Regions from separate parts of the Pan troglodytes genome. Here region 1 is linked to region 2. The links are chromatin contacts, called in public Hi-C maps. All regions are on one chromosome and are shown on one strand. The core of a region is the stretch at or near the end of the contact, and the rest is flanking DNA. Distances in the headings are between cores, read along the strand shown.

The links. Hi-C and Micro-C count contacts between places; a contact is called where the count stands out from the background.
Region 1: a contact with region 2 is called in a Hi-C map of induced pluripotent stem cells, with 2.0 times the contacts expected there. The contact joins two enhancer-like sites. A contact is called at or near these places in 4 of 7 Hi-C or Micro-C datasets (induced pluripotent stem cells, a lymphoblastoid cell line and stem cell-derived neural progenitor cells) and 1 of 1 other capture datasets (stem cell-derived neural stem cells).

What each region holds. Positions count from the first base shown.
Region 1 is chr1:137,126,283-137,133,249 of NHGRI_mPanTro3-v2.0_pri, forward strand. It overlaps ABCA4 (ATP binding cassette subfamily A member 4), which reads left to right. Exons shown (of 50, transcript XM_054668016.2): 17 at 2,127-2,192; 18 at 4,901-4,990; 19 at 6,763-6,937. Among named protein-coding and RNA genes, the nearest start is that of ABCA4, 71 kb to the left of the region's middle. Within about 2 kb of position 4,854, at least 6 of the 24 cell types and tissues checked have an H3K27ac peak or open chromatin away from gene starts, as enhancers often do. A contact at or near this core is called in induced pluripotent stem cells, where this site is marked.
Region 2 is chr1:136,851,123-136,857,991 of NHGRI_mPanTro3-v2.0_pri, forward strand. It overlaps LOC107967393 (a long non-coding RNA gene), which reads left to right. Exons shown (of 3, transcript XR_001707746.2): 3 at 2,162-2,576. Among named protein-coding and RNA genes, the nearest start is that of ARHGAP29, 78 kb to the right of the region's middle. Within about 2 kb of position 1,294, at least 4 of the 24 cell types and tissues checked have an H3K27ac peak or open chromatin away from gene starts, as enhancers often do. A contact at or near this core is called in induced pluripotent stem cells, where this site is marked.

The DNA.
Region 1 (6,967 bases), core at 3,604-6,103, 280 kb after region 2:
AGTGGCAAGCGTGCATTCGTTTACTAGGGCTGCCATAACAAAATACCACTAACTGGGCAGCTTAGACAACAGCCATTTATATCTCACAGCTCTGAAGGCTGGAAGTCCAAAATCAAGGTGTTGGCAGGGCCATGCTCCCTCTGAAACCTGTAGGTGCTTGGGCACTCCTTGACTTGTAGATGCTTCCTGCTGATCCTTCATCTGCACATGGCATTCTGCCTGTCTTACATGGCCATCTTATAAGGATACCAACTGGATTGGATTAGGTGCCTACCTTGCTCCCATGTGACCTCATCTCAACTAATCACATCTGCAATGACCCTGTTCCTAAACAAGGCCACATTATGAGGTACCTGGGGTTAGCACTCTGGTATCTTTTTTCTTGACAGCACTTCTGACACCAAATGTGTGTTTTGGTTTTTTGTTGTTGTTGTTTTGGCACCAACCAATTCTCCTATATTAATGGGTTGTCCAAGAATTCAGTTGAATTCTGACACTATCCAGAATTCACACAGACTCCACGGCTTCAGTCCCACAAGGCTTCCCCCTCTTCAGATGCCAGCTGGAAATGTGGTGCCCAGGCTACCCACACTTTTGCCAAAATCCTGTACTTACAATCACAGCTTTAAAATGAAGGATGCAGCTCAGGAACTGCCACATGGAAGAGAAGCACAGTATGGGGTCGGGGGAAGAGTTTCCATGCTCTCTCTAGACGCACCACTCTCCCAGCACCTCAAAGTGTCCAGCAACCCAAAAGCTCTCCAAATCTTGTTGTTCAAGAGTTTTTATAACCCTATCTCCAGCTCCATACTCCCCCACTGGAGGTTGAGGGTTGGGACTGAAAGTTCCATTCTTCACATGTGTGGTGTTTCTGGTGACCAGTCCCCAGAAACTGCAGCTATCTTGGGGCTCTACCCTGAGTCACATCATTAGCATAAACTCAGATGTGGTGGAGGGAGGGGCTTATTATGAATAAAAAAAGACACTCCTTTCTGCCAGGAAATTCCAAGGGTTTTAGGAGATCTGTGCCCTGCACAGGAGCTGGGGACAAAGACCAAGTATATTTTGTATTATGCCACAGACCCCAACATGTCTTTTTGGAGGGAGACCAAATTCAACCCATGACAGTGACTTTGAACAAGACATTTGAACTTAGTCTGTTTTTTCTATCCTACTAGATTGTTGGAAACAGATATAATAGATGAAAATTAGTTGATTAAAATTGAAATTTGTGCATAATTCAAAAGTTTTATTTTAGCCAAGCTAAAGCTTTCATTTATTCAACAGCTATTTACTGAGCAGCACCTGTGCATGAGGCTCAGCAGGGCCAGGTTCTAGGAACAGAGCGGTGGAGATAAAGATCCAGACCTGCCCCAAGGAAAAGACAGTACAGTGGCAGCAAAGGCCATGAAACATACGGCAACTCTTATAAAAAGCCGAGACCATGATTTTACAAAATCAACATTTTGTAGGAAGCAGAACTTTCAAAGAGAACTGGACTAGAAATTTGGGAGTCTTTTTCTTGGAACCCTGGTAGATCCAGTAGAATGAGGGATGGGGGTGTAGGGTTAAAAACACTGGCATTAGAACTGGATTACCTGTGTTGGAATTCCTACATTTCTGTTTCACTATCTGTGACGGGGGGCAGATGGCTCAATCTCAGTGTGCCTCTGTTTCCTTTCTCACAAGAATAATATTACTACCTATCTCCCGGGGTTGTTTTGAGGTTTAAATTATTTAACACATGGAAAGCACTCACAGCAATGCCTGCCACAGAAAGAATATCCAGTACATCTTAGTGATGATCACCATTATTATTATCTGACTCCTGGAAAAGGACTTGATTTAATTCTCTCATGAAACGTTTTCTTGGAAAACTGATGTCAACCAAGATTATTGGTCTTGCCGTTGCTTATAACACCCCAAAAACATGACTGTGTGGATAAAAATATGTTGGAAGGGGTAGTCTTTCTGGGAGCCTGAGAATAGCCATGTAATAATAACTGCAAATATCTATAGTTACAATTTGAGGTTCAGGTAAATAAACTCTAGATCTTATAGAACTGCGGTAAGGTAGGATAGGAAGACTCCTTCGACCTTCTCTGTTTATTTGTCTCTATTTTTAGGAGACTATGGAACCCCACTTCCTTGGTACTTTCTTCTACAAGAGTCATATTGGCTTGGTGGTGAAGGTGAGTCCTTTAAAACACAAATCTTAATGTTTGAAATCAACTCCTTGGGCTCTGTGCAAGATGTATATGGATCACAGAGGTGGCCCTCTATGTAAACGGTGTGATTCCTGATGAGTCAGCTGCCTCCTGGGGCTCTGCCCCTTGATGGGCATTGCAGCGTCTGGGGGACCACCTTTCACAAGTTGCTGGGCCCTGTGTGATCATGAATGGCTGATCATGGATGAAGCCCTGGGTCCTGTACACCTTGTCCAGTAGACTAAATTGCCCTATTTAAAAAAGGCCAAGCCACTTCAAGGTTCAAAGAACTTTTGCAGCTTTTCAGTATAAAGCAGAAATCCAGGGAATCATGAAGGAACCTTTGCATTCATCTCCCATTGCCTTCCTTGTGCCTTTTTATTCTTCTCTGCCTTTTCAAAATATAAATTAGTTTATTCTCCCAAGATGAAGACTCCTCCTGGGGCTGAGGCAGAGCTGTTATCTTCAAGGCAATACCTCAGATTCTCCTGGTGTTGATCTTTCTTAGGGGTGGGGAAGAAGGCTGAAAGGGCATTTGCCCACAACACATCTTAGGTAAAAGGCACCTTTACTACTGAACCAAACAGGAGGCCTAGCTAGAGAAAGTTCTAGAAGCAGGGAAAAGCACAGACTCTTTTGTGAGGTCTGAGAAAGCAAAGAAATTCCAGGGTGTAAGCGGGGGACTCCCCTAGAGCTGAAGCACTCTCCCATCTGTTTGTTGCTCACCTACCTATTCTTTACTTTGTATTATTGGGCCTGGGCCAGGACTTATCCTGCAAGCACTGAGATGGATGTTTGTTTTCTCTGGGGGATTAGTCCAGGGCCTTTAAAGGGCTTGGCCAGGGTTTTTTTTTTCTTTTTTTCTTTTGTTTTTTGCTTTTGTTTTCACTGGGTCAAACAAACAACACTTTAACAACTCAGGATTTTTTCATTGTATTGACTTGTCTACCTGTAAACTTGTTAATTTTTTACTATAATAAAATTATATAATAAATGAAAAATTTCAACACAGGGCTTGTGGGCATTTTATTTTTCTCTACAATCCCAACAGATACTCTGCCTCTTAAGAAAAAAAATCATAAGGAAAATATGCTCCTTCAAAAGTGAATCACAAATATGTTTGCCAACGGAAGGCAAATATTTTTCACCTGTCTCATAGGCTGGACTGAAATGGATTTCTAAAACTCTCTGAAACCAGAAAAGAGCTGAGTGTCTCCACCCAACCTCCCTCCTTTCACAGATTAAAAAATAAAAAATGGAGCCCAGGAGACATCCAGTATCTTCCCCTATTGGTCACCTGGGACAAAATCTGGAACGTGCACATACATTGCCTGGCAGGAAACTCATTCCAGTGATTAAACTCTTCAGGAGGATGTTTCCTCTTGCTATTTCATTACCTATTTGTGCAGTTTGATAGCTAGTAAAGTGATCAAAGGAACTGTGGGGCATAGAATCAAAAGTCCTTCAGGAAGCAGAAATAGAAGAACAGTACTAGAGGCAGCAGGTCCCTGACCAGCAGGCCCACTACCTGCTGCTCCAGCACACATCCTGCACATTTTCAGAGGGCGGGGGACAGAGGGGCCCTGGGTGGCTGTTGCATTGAGAAATCTCGCCCTGCTCCTGTATGTGCACTTGAGGCCGAGAGCCCTTGGATGCCTGGTGACAGTGGTTTCCTCCTGCCCCTGTCTTCCTCTCTGGCAGACTGGCCCTTCTGCTTCTCTTCCCCTTCCAGGATGTCCTGATGTCTTTTTAAACCAAATGGCAAGTTTGCCAAAAAGTGTCTGTTTGTGTGTGTGTGTATGTGTGTGTGTGTGTGTGTGTGTTCAATGCGTGTGTTTATACCGCACTTCACAATTTGTCCAGGCTTGTATTAATACCATCACCAGGCTCAACCCTGGTGTTAATTCCAAGATACTTAAATGCCCATCTAGGTGAATTTCTCAGGTAAACCATATACTCAAGCTGTAGTTTAAGCTGGCTGCCCGTCATAGCACTTTGAATAGACTTTGTTTTTGTTTTTGTTTTTTGAGACAGAGTCTCACTCTGTCGCCCAGGCTGGAGTGCAGTGGCGCTATCTCGGCTCACTGCAACCTCCGCCTCCCGGGTTCAAGCGATTCTCCTGCCTCAGCCTCCTGAGTAGCTGGGACTACAGGTGAGCGCCACCCCACCCGGCTAATTTTTGTATTTTTAGTAGATACGGGGTTTCACCATGTTGGTCAGACTGGTCTCGAACTCCTGACCTCATGATACGCCTGCCTTGGCCTCCCAAAGTGCTGGGATTACAGGCGTGAGCCACCACATCCGGCCCCTGAATACACTTTTACTCAAGGTTCGCCATGACTTTCACATGTTTTGGATTGGAGTAAAATGTGCCAGTGGTGGGCTAAAGAAAATTAACTCATTTCAAATTCAAACCTGGTTTTCTTAATTTTTTTTAAATCACAGTTTCTGAAACTGTGGGCTCCTCCTGGCACATTGAGAGGAGGAGGGGAAACTCTCCAAGTCTGAAGCTCCTGTTATAAATCTTCCTCTGGCAAAGATTGTGTGATCAGGCTTGAGTACCTCACAGTCCTAGAGCAGGTCAGAGGCTGGCTAGGAAACTCATTTGCTCCCTGTACCTCTCCCCTCCTTTCCTGCCTTTGCTGGTTCTCAGCTCCCGGTGGTAGAGTAACACTGGCTTCTGATTGGTGCAGGGTGTTCAACCAGAGAAGAAAGAGCCCTGGAAAAGACCGAGCCCCTAACAGAGGAAACGGAGGATCCAGAGCACCCAGAAGGAATACACGGTAAAACCCCGATAAAGAATACACAGCAGAGGCGAGGAAAAGGCTCTAAGCACTGCAGAGGGCCAGAGCAAAACATCTCATGGCAAGGGTGGAAAGAAGCCTAGGAAACTGACTCTCTCTGTGGACAAGTGTTAAACAAGATCCCTTCTCAGAGGTCCATCTGCATGTGTGTGGAATGAATGGTTCAGCCCAGACATTAGCGCATATTTCCTGGAGAAAGCAAATACCGACTATGTAGTGTGCCTGTGCCCTTGTTAGGCAAATCCCAAGTGAGTTGCACAAATGTGCTGACTTCCGAGGATTTAGCAAGAACAATAACTTTGGTCACTGGGACTTAAAGCGGATATGAGCTATAAGGAAAGACAAAAATAAATGCTTCTGTGTCCAGGGGGAAAGAGACTCCAGGGGAGCTGACTACACTTCACTTACGGCTTACAAATCTAGAAGGCCATTCATTGAAACCATCAGAAGCCTTTCCTGACAGTGGAAGTTACCTAATAATCCCTAAACTGACGACCCAGATTTACAAGTTTTGTTTTCCTGGCTTTTGCCGCCCTCATCTTCTCTCTTAAACTAGTTCTGTATTTCTCCCAAGGCTTTACATTCCCTAAGCATACGCATTTCTCTGTGGCCAAAATGCTCTGGGTTTAGACAGGCAGCACAGCCCCTGGGCTCTGCCTGACAGGGCAGGAGAGGGTCTGGCCTTTATCCCTCCAGCCCACCCCAGGGGCCATTTCATAAAACTAAAGCCAGAGACCTGCAGCCCCTCCCAGAGTTAGACTGCAGTACACCGTGCCTCTGGCAAGATCCTCCTCCCACAGTGGAAAGTCTAAGCCGAAATCAGGAGGCTGGGGACTGGTTCCACCTCAGTTGCAGGCAAGGCCAGGAGGCACGGATAGAAGAAACAGTGGACTTTTTCCCCCTAGGGAAAAAAATGCTTAGAGCTACAGTATTAAGATGACAAATTAAGCTGTGCCATATAAGGTGAAATGAAGCAGGGAGAGATGGGAGGTCAGGGAGAAGTGAGAGCACTCGGTGAGGGTCTGCACTGGAGGGGGCATGGGAGGAAGAAGGAGGGGAGTGGGGTTTGAGGGATGGTGATGAGGAAGCATGGACTGCCCTACCCACCTATTGGAAAACTCTGGGAGTTCTGAGGAGCAAGAAGCCTTAGTCAAAGTCAACTCAAAGATTCAAGCCAAGGTGACTAAGAGAATGGCGGTCCAGAAAAGGTCATGGGAGAATCTGAAGGCAGACGTTGTTTTGGGAAGATGAAGAACCTAAGCCGCTTCTAGAAATTCATGAGGAAATGCCCCGTGGACTGTTGGCAATGAGGGCCTAGGACCAAGGTTGGGCTTGGGGCCAACTCTCCCTATAGACAGTGCATTCTAACAAGCATGGGCTCTGGGTTCAAATCCCAACTCTGCCACTCATGCCTATGTGTCCTTAATAGGACGCTTGATGTCTCTGTGTCTAAGGTTCCCTGGACTATGGAAATGAGCCTAATAAATGTCTACCCCTTAGGACCATTATAAGAGTATATTGAGGTAATTTGTGTAAAGCAGTCGAAGCAGTGCCTGGCATATAGGAGGTGCTGTATAAACGTTTGATGCTAGTATTACTATTATTATTCTGGAGTCTTCCTTGCAACGGTGATAGCCGAAGCCACAGGGGCAGGTGATGTTATAGGCAGAATACAAGGGCCTGGAGAAAGAGCCCTGGGGCCATGTAATTAGGCATTATGTTTACATCATGTTCATTTTTTTTCCTCCAAGACTCCTTCTTTGAACGTGAGCATCCAGGGTGGGTTCCTGGGGTATGCGTGAAGAATCTGGTAAAGATTTTTGAGCCCTATGGCCGGCCAGCTGTGGACCGTCTGAACATCACCTTCTACGAGAACCAGATCACTGCATTCCTGGGCCACAATGGAGCTGGGAAAACCACCACCTTGTGAGTCTTCCAGCAGAGAAGCTGGCTGCC
Region 2 (6,869 bases), core at 44-2,543:
AGGGAATTCCTCATTGTTCTTAATTTATCACTCTCTGACACTGTTTCCATTTCTGGTACATTTATTGGCCTCATGAAGGCAAGACCAAAAAATTAAGGTAAAATAAATTAAAATAAACCCGAGTTTAATGTTTCAATTTCCTGGATGCTCCTCCTTACCCACAATCCCTTTAAGATATTTAAAGAATCTTGTATCGTTGAGGTGTCTTCTAAGGCTGTCCTTCCATCACTGTCTACTTTACATTTTTTTTTCAGTTCACTTTTAAAGCCTCTTAGTATTGTTTCAAATGCCCCCACCCTTTTCTTCTTTTTAAGTGTGCTGGTTTTATAAACCGGGAACCTTCTGTTTTCCCATGGTGACATTTAATCATTATCTTCTGTGTGATGCTTCTTCATTTATTAGTCTGAGCAGTTAATTCATTTCCTGGACACAGGATTTATAAGAATGTTTAATTTGCCTTATTACCCACTTTGTTGCTCAATCAACCCTTTGTAATAGTATCATGTTTTTCTACTCCTACTTAGCATCTTCATTCCACTTCATTCTATGAAATCAACTCTCCCCCTTCTTTTGAATGACTTAGCTGCTGTGGTCTATCTTTTTTGCCTTTCTCTCCATGATTTTAGCATCTTGGTTGATTAAAGAAGAGCTTCCTCTTAGCTTTCTGCCTGCTGATTTTTAGGATTGAAGTAAAAGACAATTTAATTTTGGGCTCATAGCATATCTTCTCTAGTGCCCATAATCATGTGTGACAAACTCATTGACTTAAAATAAGCAAATTATTATTTTCATAAAACAATCATACTTTTTTTCTATCATTTCCTACTAGTTATAGGACATTTCATCCCCTTAGGTCATCTTGATAGTCATCAAAATTAGTTTTAAACACTTTTACATGTTTTCCTTTAAAATATTTCATTTTCATGAACACTTTCTTCTTGGTCTTAAAACATCTGCATTTGCTGATACTTGTGTTTTACATGTTCCTTCTTATGTTTCTGATGGAAATATTTTGCTAATCTATAGAAGCTTAAACTTCTGTCTTTTTTGGGGGGGTGGGGGTAACTTTTTCTAAACTAATGGTGCAGTCATTCTTATCTGGAATTCATCATATTCGTGGCACAATCTCAAAGAACTTCATGGATAAAGATAGCTGCCTTGGAGTTAGACACTCCGAGGCATGAAGGGGTTAAATCATGATCGCAGCGACGGCGACCTAACAAGAAGGCGGTGATGGAACCCAGAGAAGCCAGCATTCTTAAGTCACTTCTCCCGTCCCTCTCGCCCGCCCCCGCCAGTTCATCTCTTTTGTTGCTGGCTAGTTTCCTCTGATTGTAATTCATTCTGTATTCCTTCCTGCCCCTCTGTCTTGGCTAATTGTTCTTTCCCACACTACGGGGTTTTAATTTCCTCAAGTTATCGCCTTATCACCGGAGTTTACACTTCCTCAGCTCTTTGGGCCTGTCTCCCGCTCACCACTGAGTTTTGGTGACCCTTGCCTGACCGCTCAATTTCCACTGTACCTTAGTTTGCCGATCGCTGAAGTGGGACTGTTATTTCTCCCACTTCTCCCAAGGCAGCTGCATCAGAGTCCAGTCATTTTAGGACAGTTTTGCCAGTTAAGAACTATGTCTGAGCTCTGTGGTGATTTTCATGGACATTCCAGTGAGTTCCACTAGCAAAGCTGGAAGCTCCAACGATATGCCATCATTCTCTTCCCCAGATCACTACATTCCCCCAAACAGCCGTTTGGTTCTGTTTATCCTTATTTTTAACTTTGAAAGGAAATCTAGCAATAAAAATTCTATTTTGCTCTGAGTGGTACATTCACTGACAAGCAATTTTCTCCATGCTTTAAAAGTTGGAGTGACATTTTGAGCAAACTCACTATCTCAGAAAATGTCTTCACGACATGGTGCTGACCTAGGAATCCCATCAAATGCACAGACTCATCAATTTTCTTTACATTAGGTTCAGAGGAGAATCTTAATTTTCTAAAACTACAATCCACACCTTCTAAAAATCTCTTGTCATTATCGCATTGTGAGGGGAGGGAATTCGATATTAAATACAGACCACTTTGCATTAATTCCAGGGTGTCAAGAGTTAAAGGGAACACACAAACCCAGTGTTGCTATTTTGTTTTATTTTGCTCTTACAGGATGGATCCTTCCTTTTCCTCTCGGTGCCTGGGGCTGGGGAATGAAGTGTCCTCTGCCTGAGGAGGTGGAGTGGAGGCCTTCGTTTTAAGACCAGGGTTCTGATTACACCTGACAGGGCCGAAACTTGATGCCCACAGAGCTTACTGATATCTTATCTTCTTCCACTAGCCAGGATTACAGCAGGAATGTAACAGAAGTTTTCACTGATTCAGTTTGTGTATGCTTAGTATGTAAACAAAAAAGCAAAAACAAAAACAAAATTCTTTTTTGTCCTCCTTGAAATTAGCTCCAGAGAGAGTTCTTTCCATCTTTTTAAAAATATTGGTCAACATAAAGAGTTTTGTTCTCAAGGCTAAATCTTAATGCTCCTGCAGAGAGTCTCATAGTTCAAGAATAATCACATTTAATAAAAAGTCTGCCTCAGAAAAAGATTCACAGAACCTGAGCCATGGCACTGATTTTGTGGTATTTGGATTCGTGTCTATAAAAATATTTGTACACCAGATGGTGGATTGTTCGACGCATTCATCCCAAACCAAAAGATTTTTTTTTTAAACTCACACACACCAAACACTGTGGGGGTGGGGGGGATCATTAATTTTTTTCCCAGTCATGCTGCATGAGTAATGGTAAAAGCAACAGCTAAAACAATAAGATTACTGTGTTGAATTCTTAATGCATTGTCAGGTATAAAGACTTCAAGTAGTGCTGAAAATATTTTCTCCCTCTGAACAACACATACCTTACGTACAACTCACTTTGACAGTTTACCAAGTGTACATATTTTCTAAAACAAAATCATCCTGCTGATGGAGGAAGCTATATGGGGTGACCTACTCAAGATTGGATTGGGAAGCATCCAAATTAAACATGAAGCCAACAGCCTAGGGCCCCAGTGATTCATCCAACATGACTTTTTCTCGGCAGGTTGATTTCATTTTTAACAGTCAATTCTCAACTAACTACTCTAATGGGTGGGGAGGTATATATGATAAAACCAAAACAGGATAACAGAAAACTAACTGTGCAGTGTCTAATGTTGGTGGGAGGGTTGTTATCTATGTCCCACACCATGGCCACTTCATGGATCTTGGCTATTCATTTATTGTCATGTTACAGCAACTGTGGACTATTTCCTGAAGGAAATCTGGCCCCTACCCATGGGTACACTGTGGTCTGCCTCTTTGAGGACGTAGGTCTATACAAGTACATGGCCTGGTTAGGAACCTTCACTTTCACAAGTGGATGCCAAGTTCTTAGGTGTACATCCGCATCTAATCAGAAGTATAGAGTTTCAGATATTGGGTACCTGCCAGACAATTTATCCTTGACTTCTCTGCTGCTTAATTCTTAAGGAAGTTTGATTGGCGAAAACAACATTTAGGGAGAGATGCAGGCCATCCAACTTTCTTTCTTTCTTTCTTTCTTTCTTTCTTTCTTTCTTTCTTTCTTTCTTTCTTTCTTTTCTTTTCTTTCTTTCTTCCTTCCTTCCTTCCTTCCCTTTCCTTTCCTTTTTCTTTTATTTCTTTTATTTTTTTTCAAGATGGAGGCTCACTCTGTCTCCCAGGCTCGAGTGCAGTGGTGGTGATAACAGCTCACTGCAGCCTTGACCTCTTGGGCTCAAGCAATCCTCCTGCCTCAGTCTCCTGAGTAGTTGGGACCACAGGCATGAGCCACCATGCCCAGCTAATTTTTACATTTTTTATAGAGAAAGGGTCTCCCTATGTTGCCCAGGCTGGTTTTAAATTCCCGAGTTCAAGCAAGCCTCCCACCTCGGCCTCCTGAAGTGCTGGCATTACAAATGGAAGCCACCACACTTGGCCTTCTTTTAGATATTTTAAACTTTATCTGTGCATCAAGTCAGATACTTAAAAAACTTCATTTGTGAACTGCATCTTGTTATTCCCTCAGAGAACTGAATTTTAAAGGACCTCACTTTGTCATTAGGCCCTAGGTTAAAGGCTCCTGGAGTGATACCATAAGAAACAGCTATTGGAAACTCATCTGCTTTAAGTGTCATTCATGACATCAGTGTCCCTTTTGAGGACATATGGGAGAAATGTCTTTCAGGTCTTAAGGCTCCTGAGACCGTGGTATGTATGTTATAAAACACTGTGAATCCTATAACTGGTCTGTTTTCTTCATTGCTCAGAGCCAAATTTGTGATCCCCCTCCAGAAAAGACTTGAGTCTTTACAGTTGGAATTTCCGTGTCGTGAGTGGTGGGTGGTTTTATTTCTTGTTTCACTTTACTGCCTTGCTTGTATTTTTCTCTTTGCTCTAATTAATTTCTTTTGTTTCAATCATATTGCATGATTTTTATGTTACCTAAAATGCATGTCAAATGAGGTGGTGATTTGAAATCGTTAAATCATCCTTATGGCATTTCCTGAGCAAATAGCAATAAAAATATACCTTTGGAGTATAAGGGAGGAAAAATTTCTCACTCATTGCTGGGTTCATGGCTGAGGCATCTATAACAAAAGACAGATTAAAAAAAGAAAAACATATAAATGTATTTAATATGTAAGTTTTATATGGCATAGCTTCGGAAATGAAGATCCAAAGAGACAGAGAAACCTGTGGGTTTTTATGCTAAGTTTGATGAATAAGTGGATGATTGTGGAGATGATTAGACAAAACTGTATGATCTAATGCTAATAAACTAGGGGGAACTTAGCAAGGCTTGTTTGTTCAGATTCCTCTCTGTGTCTCTGTGTCTTCAAAGACAGGGACGTTCCTTCCCCCTGGCTACAGGGTGGGCACCTCTGGAAAGAAGGTTTTATGACCTGCTTCTAAGAGAAAGGCAAGGGGAAGGTGAGAGTAACCTTCCTGCCTCTGGGGTTTTCTGAAGTGCCAAGGTGCCATATTTTGGGGTAGTGTGTCCTGAACCCTACAAGGGGATACTCCCAAAAGTATAAATAATTCGGGGAAAAATTTAGGATGTTTTAATTATCCCAGATAATTGGGAATTTGATATACAGTGACACCTTAACGAACAAACTCTCAGGACAAATCTAGTTTTAATTAATTTGACTGAGTTGCAGAATAAATTGAAGGACATGCTGATCTCAGACAGGAAGGCACCGTCACTGGTGGGAAATGTTCCTTGAAAAGGGCTCGTCTGGGCCAAGGACTGAAACCAAGGCCTGCTTCATCGGAAAAAGTGAAGGAAGGAGGGAATTCATTCCCCTAACACAATTTAATGCTTCACTCCCCCTTTAACAAATCTTGTTCATAGTATTATTATGCTTAAATTTAAGTAAGCCATAACATAATCCTTCTATCCATCCTTGATAATGGAGCTTATTTATGAAGATAAAGTCTACCAAATACCTTCAACAATGTGCCCAGCACTGGGGATAAATCAATGAGTCAGAATCCCTGTCCTCAACACCCGCTTTGAGCCCTTTTCTTTGTTCATTCATTCAAACAGTATTTATTAAGTATCTGAAGGGAGGGCTATGACTGTGGCAGGGCATCTAAGTTATAATGGATGAGGGGCAGCAAAAAAAAGCCCACCAGAGGAGGTGGCATTTAGATTGAGGTCGGAAGGATGAGGAGTTGGTCAAGAGACAGGGAAGGAAAATACAGTCCTGAGGATGAAACAATGTGTGTGAAGCCTGGAGGTGGGGAGGAGACTGCAGGGGCTGCTGGAGATCCGTGTGGGAGGGCCACAGGGTGAGAGGGTGCTGGGTGAGGTCATGATATGGAAGGCATTTCCTCTTCTCCCAAATGGTCTCATGGCCACACCTTTCACCTCCTCCAAGACTTTGCTCCACCCACCTTCTCAAGGAGGCCTCCTCTGTCCCTCCCCTCTCAATTGCAACACCCCCTTGCTCCAATTAGTTTCCATTACATCTATCACCTTCTAACACAGAAATAATACGTTATTTATTCATTATCTTTCTTGTTTGCCTCCCCCACCTCACTCCTACCTCCCTCTAAGCTTCGGTGAGGCAGAAAGTTTTGTCTGCTTTGTTTACTGACATATCCCCAACATCTAGAACAGGGCCTGGCATTCCGGCTCTGGTCTTCAGGGCCAGGTCTTCAATCAATAGCCGTTGAATGGAATTGAATTGAAAGTTGATGAATGTTTTAAGCAAGGATGTGGGCTTATCTTATTTAATTTTTTTGAAGGTAACTCGAGATCCTGAGCAAAAACAATGCTTTAAATCCAAAAGACACTTTTCTGAATTGCTCTGTATCAACTCTGGAATCTAAAACCAAGGCTTGGCTAGCCAGATGTTAAGCTTCTTCCTAACCTTTCTTTCCAAGTTACCCGAGTAGAGAGAGGCAAAGGCACAACATGGTTATCGTGGAGGCTTTAGGCACAGGGGTGAGAGCCCCAGAAAGAATGCCAACCACCCTATGCAGTCAAGTCAAGCCAGAAGCATGGACTGTGTGCATGCCTACCAACAAAGCCCAAAATAACTAGGATCAATTAAATGGCAGGTACAGAAGTGTGTTTGTGTCTTGATTCTCCTCCTTGTTGGGGCTTGCTACTGCCCTGAGGAAAAAACTGTTTACTTTTCATATCAGGTTTAAACAATTTTTATTTTTAGGCTTCACTCAAAAGTAAAGCAATTTGTACTGGATAATTCATTTTAAAGAAGTCTGTTGAGAGAAATTGCCTCAGGATGGGGCGCTCAGATCCCATTAAGAGGAGATTTATTGGTTAGCACAGGCTTAGAAAAGGTTGATTCAT